2 separate regions of the Sus scrofa genome follow, and region 2 is linked to region 1. Evidence: chromatin contacts called from public Hi-C data. All regions are on one chromosome and are shown on one strand. The core of a region is the stretch at or near the end of the contact, and the rest is flanking DNA. Distances in the headings are between cores, read along the strand shown.

Region 1 (4,861 bases), core at 1,352-3,851:
CAGATTTCTAGTCAGGATTGCATAACTCCATCCACTGATGGACTCTTACCCACTGGATTGATTAGCTCAAGTTAAAAATATTTCCATTAAATATCCTCTTATTCCAAGAATTCTTCAGACTTGTACCTAAATATTGGGGTCATAGGCCCCAATCCTCACCAAACTAGCTATTTATATCAGCTCCACAGGGTAGATTCATGTGCAATCTACTCCATGATTTTAAGAGAAAAAAAATCTATATTAACCCAAACACTGCCTTAATTTATAGGACATCTCTTTATGAAAATTTTATTCCACCAGTTGCAGGCTAGGTCTCTCAACCTGGTATCTTGTTGGTTAGTTTGAATTCTCACAGTAGCTGATCCTGAGACAAGAATTCAAGTACAGGAAGTATATTTGAGAGGTGCTTCCAGGGAACTCTAGTAGGGAAGTGAGATGGGGAAGCCAAAGAAGCTCATGATAGATACATTTTCCAAGTCACGACCTTAGGAAACTGAAGCTAAATTGCCTAGGGGCATTCTGGGAAAATATGGAGGACGAGAACCTCAGAGTTATGTGGCCTGAAGGGCCTCAGCAAAAGAGAGCGAGGATATTTATCTGTCAGCTTCCCTGAGTCAGTGGGTGCAGGCAGAACCGTCTCTAAGGACCAGAGAAAGAGGTCAAGCAGAGAGTCACAATTGTTGGACCCTGGAAGCCAAGTGGCCTGAGGAGATGTCATGAGGTTCTGACAGCATCTGCTACCCTTGCACAAGAAGCCAATGGAATTACTCATTATCTTCCCACAATACATGGAAGAAATACCTAAGTTATTTGGTAACAGTCATCCATCATGCATCAGCCTTTGATTTCACAATGGAGATACATGAGCAATCTTATCCTTGTCGTAAAAGCTTTTTGAAAGTTTGAATCCATGACATTCATGTTAGAATCAGGGTAGAAATAATTTTTTTTTTTTGATCGGTTTGGTTTTCTTTTTACAGCTACACCTGCAGCATATGGAAGTTCCTGGGCTAGGGGTCAAATTGAAGCTGCTGCTGCTGGCCTATACCACAGCCTTCGGCAATGTTGGATCCTGAACCCACTAAGCAAGGTCAGGGATTGAACTCCCATCCTCAGAGACTATGTTGGGTTCTTAACCCACTGAGCCACAATGGGAACTCCCAGAAATAATGTTTTTAAAAAAACTTTTTTATTATGGAAAATCTCAAACATACCCAAATATAACAAAGCCCCATTTGAGTGACTCATGGCCAATTTTGAGAAATAGCCTTTCTATAAATCCTAAATTCATTTTCAATTAGCATAAGAAGGGGTGTTTCCTAGTTTCTCTTCTTTATTTGTCTTTTTTAGGGCTGCACGCGCGGCACACGTAGTTCCAAGGCTAGGGGTCAAATTGGAGCTGCAGCTGCTAGCCTATGCTGCAGCCACAGCAACTTGGGATCCAAGGCACTTCTGCGACCTACACCACAGCTCATGGCAATGCAGCATCCTTAACCCACTGAGCAGGGCCAGGAATGGAAACCATATCTTCATGGATACTATTCAGATTCATTTCCACTGAGCCACGACAGGAACTCCTTTCTTCTTTTAAATTTAAATATAATGAAGGTGAGGGAGTTCCTGTGTGGCTCAGTGGTTAACGAATCCAACTAGGAACCGTGAGGTTGTGGGTTCAATCCCTGGCCTCATTCAGTGGGTTAAGGATCTGGCATTCCTGTGGCTGTGGTGTAGGCCGGCAGCTACAGCTCTGATTTGACCCCAAGCCTGGGAACCTCTGTATGCTGCAGGTGCAGCCCCAAAAAAGACAAAACAAAACAAAAACAAAGAAGAAGAAGAAGAAAGAAACTAGAGACAAAAAATAAGTGATTGCTGGGGCAGTTTTCAGGAGAGATGAATATTCAGAACACAGAGGGTTCTTAGGGCAGTGAAAATGCTATGTATGGTATTAGAACAATAGATATATGTCACCATACATTTGTCCAAATCCACAGAATGTACAACACCAAGAGTGTACCCTAAGGTAAACTAATGGACTTTGGATGATTATGATGTGTCAAGGCAGCTTTTATCCTTGGTTTAAAAAATATATATGTGGCATTCCGCATGGAAGATGCTGATGATGGGGAAAGCTATACATGTGCGGGCAGGTGGTAAATGGGAAGTCTCTGTAGTTCTCAATTTTGTTGTAAACCTAAAGCTGCTCTAAAAAATAGTCTTAACCAATAATTTAAAAATTGAAATGTAACTCTCATGCTATGGTAAAAAGGGAAGAAAAACATCTTTATTAACTACAGTCTTTCTTCCTTAATAGGGAGCCGTCTTAACAGAAGGTGAGTGCCACTGGCTAATTATCGGAAAGAACAATTTAGTAGCAACTATATGCAAAGTACAATCATTTCACTTGACCGACACTCCCTTTGGTTAACGTGGAATACAAAAGTGTCTCACGAGTGGGAAGTCGTCCACGTGGCCAATCAGGTTTACATTCTATGGGTGGTTACCTTATCCTGCTCCAGGCATCTGTCTACACACACAGTTCTCCCCAACTTCCAACTCTTTCACTGCGAGGAAGGGCCATGCTGATGACTAACACGTGCCCTCACCATTCCTTAGGCCAAGTTGGCCTCGTGCCTTTGGCACAGAGTATGGCGTGTGTTAAGTGAATGCTTGGTCCCATAACTGAGCAGATTAAAAAAGTCCTTTTTGAAAAGATTATTGGACTCTGACTGTAGGCATCTGTGTGGCTCAGCGTGGTGTGGGCACGAATATCCATGTGTGGGTTTCTGCAGCACGAGCCACCCCCTGGCTGTGTGTCTGCTGCAGAAATCATCTAGAATGCATTTCTTTCATTAATCACCTTTGGCATCTAGGAAACTACCCCAGTAGGTGGCCAGGCAGAGTGGAAAGAATACAGATTTTTAAAGCCAGACTCCTGATATTGCCACTTCCAATGTGACTTCAGACAAGTAACAGAAACTTCTCAGGCTTGGGTTCTCTCATGCAAGAGACTGGGATGGTTTGCACAGGAGTGTTACCCAGATTAAAGTAGGTACTTAGGCAAAGTGCTGGGCATACGGATTTTAAATAATTACTGATTCTCCTCTCGCTCTTTTATTTTCCTTCTCTTCTTTCTGAGCCACAAATCAGGGCCTCTACGTATTGAGTGCTTCCTAGGAGCCAAGCACTGCCTTGGCCCCATGTAATCCTAACCAAGTCACACAGAGTGCTATTATTTCACCCACTGTATTGGTCTGCTCCGGCTGCCATATGCAATACAAGATACCACAAACTGGGTGGCTTGAACAACGGGAATTTATTTTCTCACAGTTCTGGAGGCTAGAAGTCCAAGATCAAGGTGTTGGAAGGTCTGGTTTCTCCCGAGGCCTCTCTCTGGCTTGTGTACAGCCGATGTCTCACTGTGTCCTTATGTGGCCTCTCTCTGTGCCTGTGCAGCCCTGCTGTCTCCTCCTCCTCTTATGATGATGCCAGTCATATGGTGTTAGGGCCCCGCTCTTAGGACCTCACTTAACCTTACTGACCTCTCTAAAGGCCCCATTTACACATAGGGCTTCTGCATGTGAATTTTTGGGGAGGCACAATTCAGTCCATAATACCATTTTCCATATATGGAAAGGAATTTGCCTAAGGTCCCAGAGTTATTAAGGAGCAGACCTGACATTAAAACCCTACTGAATTCAGAGCCCAGGCCCTTTCTACTCCATCCTAGAACCTATCCACCAGCATGGCTGTTGTAAGGCAGAAACTAGTATAAGTACCTGAAGCACTGGAGGGACTTAAAGATATGTTAATTCCTTTAGCTCATCTCAGAATTCAGCTAGAAATTGGCTATCATTGACCATTTACCAGATATTCTTCAAATATCTGTATTTTTGCAGGAGGATTATTGATGTTTATTTCAAAGGAAAAAAGTTTTCCCTGCCTCTTCTAGAAATCTCTAAAATTTATGATATTAAATAAAAACATATATGGAGTTCCCTTGTGGTGCAGTGGGTGAGGGATCTAACATTGTCACAGCAGCGGCTCAGGTCGCTGCTATGGTATGGGTTCAGTCCCTAGCTCGGGAACTTCCACATGCTGCTGGTGCTGCCAGGAAAAAAAAAATCCTTTTAGAAACTACATGGAAGGAATAAGGTTTGATTATTATATTCTTCAAGAATGCTGCTTAGATTTTTTTTTAAACCTATGACTATACACATGTGCTTTTGGTTAAAATTTAATATTTACAAGACTGCTTCAGAATGCTATCACAGTACCATGTGGTTTCACAGGGACATCTCATTTTCCTTTTGATATCTTTTGAAAGACCAGACACAGAAAGTATTATTCTTTTAAGATCATTATCAGTGAGTGACTATACATACATATTCAGTCATGTGCTGTCCTAGAATTTGAAAGGAAAGGAAAAATCTAAGGTGATAGAAGAAAGAGCGCAGACAAGGTACCTATCATTGATTTGTGACTTGTAGTTCCATATTTCAAGTCAGATTATCAAAGGCCAATTTAATCAACATAGAGTTATTTTCAGCAAGGCCCAGGTTTCTTTAGCTCCCACTGCAGAGAATTATGTTAGGGAAGATGACCCAAGCTGTTTGCTGTCTTAGTTGGGACTCCCATAACAAACCACTGCAGGCTGAGGGGCTTAAACAACAGATGTCTACCTCCTTTTAATTCTGGAGGCTGGAATTCTGAGACAAGGATGGCAGCATAGTTGAGTTTCTGGTGGGGGTTCTTGTCCTGGCTTGCAGATAGCTACCATCTGCCTGCGTGCTCACAGCAGACCCTCTGGTTTATAAGGGCACCAATCACATCTGGAGGGCCCCACCCTCATGACTTCACCCAA
Region 2 (4,861 bases), core at 1,632-4,131, 100 kb after region 1:
GAGCATCAGGATTAATGATCAATCGGTGTCTTCCATGGGACAGATGTAGTAGTAACCAGGGCACTTATATCACTAGTTTCCACGCTATTTTGAGGTATTTTCAATTTAATTTTCTTTTCTTTCTTTCCGTTTTTTTAAATGGCTGCACTTGTGGCATATGGAAGTTTCCAGGCTAAGGGTCAAATCAGAACCACAGCAGCTGGCCTACGACAGCCACAGCAACATGGAATCCAAGCCACGTCTGCAACCTCCACCACAGCTGACAGCAACACTGGATCCTTAACCCACTGAGCAAGGCCAGGGGTCGAACCATAATGGGAACTCCTTCAATTTAATTTTGAGGCATTTTCATATTAGTTCTGCCTGCTACCTGGCTTTGTTCTGGTGGGGTAATTGCATATAAACTTTTACAACTATCTTGATGGTTCAAACCTAACACAATAGAAAGCTGAAATATTTATTTTGATCTTCATGTGATCTTTAAGTGTAAAAGTTGGATATATTCACAAAAAGGTCTTTCTGGAATTTTGGATAACACCTACCTCAAAACTGGAAAATAAAACCAAAAAACCTCACCAAGAGAAATATTATAAACATAGTTTTTATTCTTTTCTTTCCTTCAATGCAAAAGGCCTCATGCCACCAAAACATTTCTTTGAAACTCAGTAACTGAACATAGAACTCAACAGCCTGATGATTATTGTTCCAGACAACTGCTGAATAATTTATATTGCTTTTTAAAAAATAACTTAAGATTATTACTATTCATTCCTTTTTAAAGCAGTAATATCTTCCTCACATTTTTTCATAAAAATCTAAAATATTTCTAGTAATCCCCAGTGTCTTATATTTATATTTGTTCCAAGTGTTTGTTTCATTAAAGTTTTCCAGAAATAAGTGCACTTCTACATAGAAAATAAAATTTAAATAAAGACAAGAGGAAATAATCATGGTTGTAGCAAAATGGTTATGCTGAATGTTCTGAATCTTAGCAATTCCAGGAGAGAATGTGTTTACAGCCAGGGACCCCTCTACTGATTAAAATCTCAATTCATTTATTTGGAGATCACTGATGAATGGATAGCTGTTTCTCCTACCAAGATACTGATGGAGTAATTGTCTAAAGGTTTTCTACAATAAAACACAAAAAATAAATGTACTTTAAAATATTTTAAGATTTACAAATTTATACAAAGATATACACATGTTTAAAAAACAGAAAAAGTATGCTATTATAGAAATAAATGGAACCTTATCTTAAGCCTTAGCAACCAAAGAAAGTTTTAAATATTTCACACTTGTTATTTTCCATTCAACGAATAGCTTATTAAATCAGGTATATATTCCGTTCAGAAAAGGTTGATTTATAAGAAATTCCCTATTTCAGATAGCACTACACTTCAATAACTATAAAGATTTAAAGCCATGTTAATGAGAAAAGCATAAAAGAAAAATAACATAACTTGCTTTAATACAAAGGGTTTTGTTTAATAAAAAAATCAAAGTCTACATTAAATCAGGAAATCAATAAATCTGAATTACACAAGATTTCTATATACTTAGAAAAACCAAAAACACACACAGTTTATAACAAAACTCTTTAATTCAAAATAGAGTCTAATTTAAAGAAAACGTCATTACGCTCGGTTGATTAGATAGGGTTTTGTCATTTAAATTAAATGGTTCACCTGAAATATGGGAAGTATATAATAGAGAAAATTCAATCTCAAGGGTACTTTGCAAATTATCTAGCTAATTTGCATCATGAATCAAATTCTTAGCTTCCAAAGGGCAGACACAGTCTTTAATTGCTTTTAGATAGGCACTTAAGAAATGCTTTTGATGAGGAGGAAACCCCAAAGATTATGAATCACTCTATTAACTCTAGGGAAAAATGAGTCTCTAAACAAAGTAAACTTTCCATAACTGCCCTTCCATTGCCAAGAAATCATAACTATTCCCAAGTTCTCCGTAGTAATAAGGAAGAAGATGGAAACTGAAATGCTCCACTCTTATTCAATTAAAAGGTAAACTTAGGTGATTCAGCTCCTTTACATCAATCTCTCTAACTTGAATTAATGAAAAAGTGTTTACACTAGAATAGTTACCAAATTAGAACCAGAGAATATTATAATTTCCTCTTACCCATTCACTATCACACTAACAAAACAGTCTTTAAAAAAGGGGGTGGGGTGGGGAGGATGAGAAAATCTCATAAAACAGAGCAGAAGTTAAAAAGATTGTTTTAAAATTAGAGGCAGTTATAATCAGAAAAACCAGAATTAGCCAAATTGAGAAACCCTGGAATTTTAATAGTTCTCTCTCCTTACTCAGTCACATGATCCAAACCAAAAAAAAGGAGATGAAGTCTTAAATGAACACATAATAAGTATCAAACAAATACAAGGGAGGGAGGGAGGGAGGCAGAGGAAAAGGAAGGAAAGGGAACGAAGGGGAGAACAGGGCCGGAAGAAAACCCAGGACGACCTTATTGAAACACTGTGGAGCTCTCTAGCAAAAGCAGCAACATCTATAAAACCTTTTGCAGATTTGCATAATGATCCTATGCAATTCTCCATTAAGGACATCCTACAAATAAATTACTTTAGATTCTCATGGCAGATCATTTGTAATGGTTATGCTGTTGTACCTTCGAGTCAACCAATGAGCAGTTAAGACAAACTTAAGACATTCTTTAGATACTCCTTCACTAGTACTGATGAAACCAAAACCTCAGAGAGTTGTTTTAAAATTAAGATGTCAAGCTAGCAAAGACTATTTAACTCTTAGGAAACTACTCAAAGGATTTGATGCGGACATCATCTCCCCCACCCTCGAATCACAGCCTCCCTGGCCTGCTTTTACTTCCTTAATTCCATTTGCATTAACCACAGTGATGCAGCTAAACATGAACAGTGCTGCCCTTGAATGAGCTGACCTCTCTGGAAGATCTGAAGGCAGCATTTCCGCAGGACAGTAAACTTCTCCTCAGCTGTGGACATCCACTCTGTTCAGGATCTTTGGTACATTTGGAGTATAAGAAAATAATGGCACAATAATACAAGAACTATCAAAGGAAACAGTTTCGTCAAAAGAAATAAAAGGTAACCAGCCATGATATGTTACAGCTTTCTAGAAAACCAAAGTACATAGCTCTTTGTTTTCTACAAGTCCATTTACATGATCAGAAGTTTGACATTTAAAAAAATAGTTTAATAAAAATACACTAGGTCTACAAGCAGCCTTCATGGTCATTTCTTAAATTCAACTCACCATAATCAAATGAAAATAATGCCATGTCCTCTGGTTAAAAAAAGAAGTCCTCTTGTCACAAGAAAAGCAATTTACATTTTATATCATACAGTACATCTCCCTATGAGTATACAGACTACGTATATAAAGGTCATCAGTATTTCTGAATGCAAAGTAAAGCATATTAGTGGAGTGCTTGAGTGAAGGTGTCAAACTTCCTCCTTGGTAGAAACTTGTCACTCCCTACTGTGGAGTTGGTGTAATAACACGATGATAAACTCTATATTTAAATAACCAGTGTATTTCCTTTTTAAAATTTCTTAAAACCATTACAGAAATTGTCTTTAAATATATTCTGTAGATGTTCAAACCAATAGGGCAAGTGTTCTAATACCAACTATGGAAGATGGCTTTTATTGATTCTCTAGACCCATAAGACTTGGAGTAAAACAGCAATACTGCAGTGTTACCTACAGATTAGCCTATGTTGCTTGAAATGATATGTGTTTCTCCTGAATTGATTAGAGGTGTTACAGTACAAAGCTACAGCACACACAGGCAGAATGGACCTTAATACGCATGTAGGCAGTGCAGTTAGAAAGGGATGTATGTTTCTTTTTATTCCAGTACCTTCATATAATAAAGTTAACAAAAAATAATAAAATATTAAAAAAAAAAAAAAAAAAAGCCAGCTGGCACTGCCAACCAATTCCTGTAGTAGTCTTAGAAATCCTAATCCTGTAGAATTTCCTCCTGTAGTCAGAAGCACCACCGTCTTCGGGAGTATTTCAGTGTATTGTTTATCTACGCCAAGCAAGCCTGGTGATGCAGCTACCTGAGTTCTCCTGGTTGTGAGCGAATGTGATCTTCATTCATAACTTCCCAGCTTTCATGTAGGTGGGGATAGAGCCACGCTGAGTCAACCCTTCAAACCTTTTATAGGTATAATTGAGAAAAACCCAGTCTTTGGATTTATAGTCCGGTTCCGTGCTGTTTGGCACTAGAAAGATGGAAAAATTAACCAAAAGTAAATGAATTTCACTAGTGAAAGATGCCCTCATAGACTTTTAATAGTGTTAATTGTGTTATAGATTGTCTTACCTGGTTGTAAAATATCAGATTCAGGGAAGTCATCAAAATTTGATGTATCATCAATGCTTTTGATTTCTATAGGGATTGCTGCTGGTCTTTCCCTATAAAAAGATATAAAATAACCATGGTAAATTTTTTTGAACTCAGTTTCCCAAAACATAGTTCTACTTGCAAATTCTGCACACTGTTATGTAGACATTGGAAGAGCCAGGAAAATTTATTATGGATTTGGAAATACCTGTTAGTTAAGTGGATTTTATAATTGAGTATAATTTTTTATTAAAATATTATTTACTTTGAATTTTTATTTCTTTGTACTAAGACTTCTCATGCTATTTTTTCAAGTGGAAAAACAAAAGTTAATGACAGGGAAGGTAGACCAAAAGAGATTTTTATTGAAAAAATTGTATCACTATATAAAGTATCCTAGATAGTGTGGAGACTGGATCCTACCTAATTAATTCAGGAATGGAATTCTCTTAGCAAAGGATCAAAAAATCAAAAGTCATTTGGGAAA

Evidence for each region. A called contact is a pair of places that touch in the nucleus more often than the background predicts.
Region 2: a contact with region 1 is called in a Hi-C map of embryonic fibroblasts, with 1.7 times the contacts expected there. A contact is called at or near these places in 4 of 47 Hi-C or Micro-C datasets (embryonic fibroblasts, retroperitoneal adipose tissue and subcutaneous adipose tissue).

Annotation. Positions count from the first base shown.
Region 1 is chr5:46,386,545-46,391,405 of Sscrofa11.1, forward strand. All of the region lies in intron 6 of ARNTL2 (aryl hydrocarbon receptor nuclear translocator-like protein 2), which reads right to left. Among named protein-coding and RNA genes, the nearest start is that of ARNTL2, 93 kb to the right of the region's middle.
Region 2 is chr5:46,489,825-46,494,685 of Sscrofa11.1, forward strand. It overlaps STK38L (serine/threonine-protein kinase 38-like), which reads right to left. Exons shown (of 15, transcript XM_021092164.1): 14 at 4,354-4,445; 15 at 1,157-4,252. The coding sequence ends at 4,125. Among named protein-coding and RNA genes, the nearest start is that of ARNTL2, 9.9 kb to the left of the region's middle.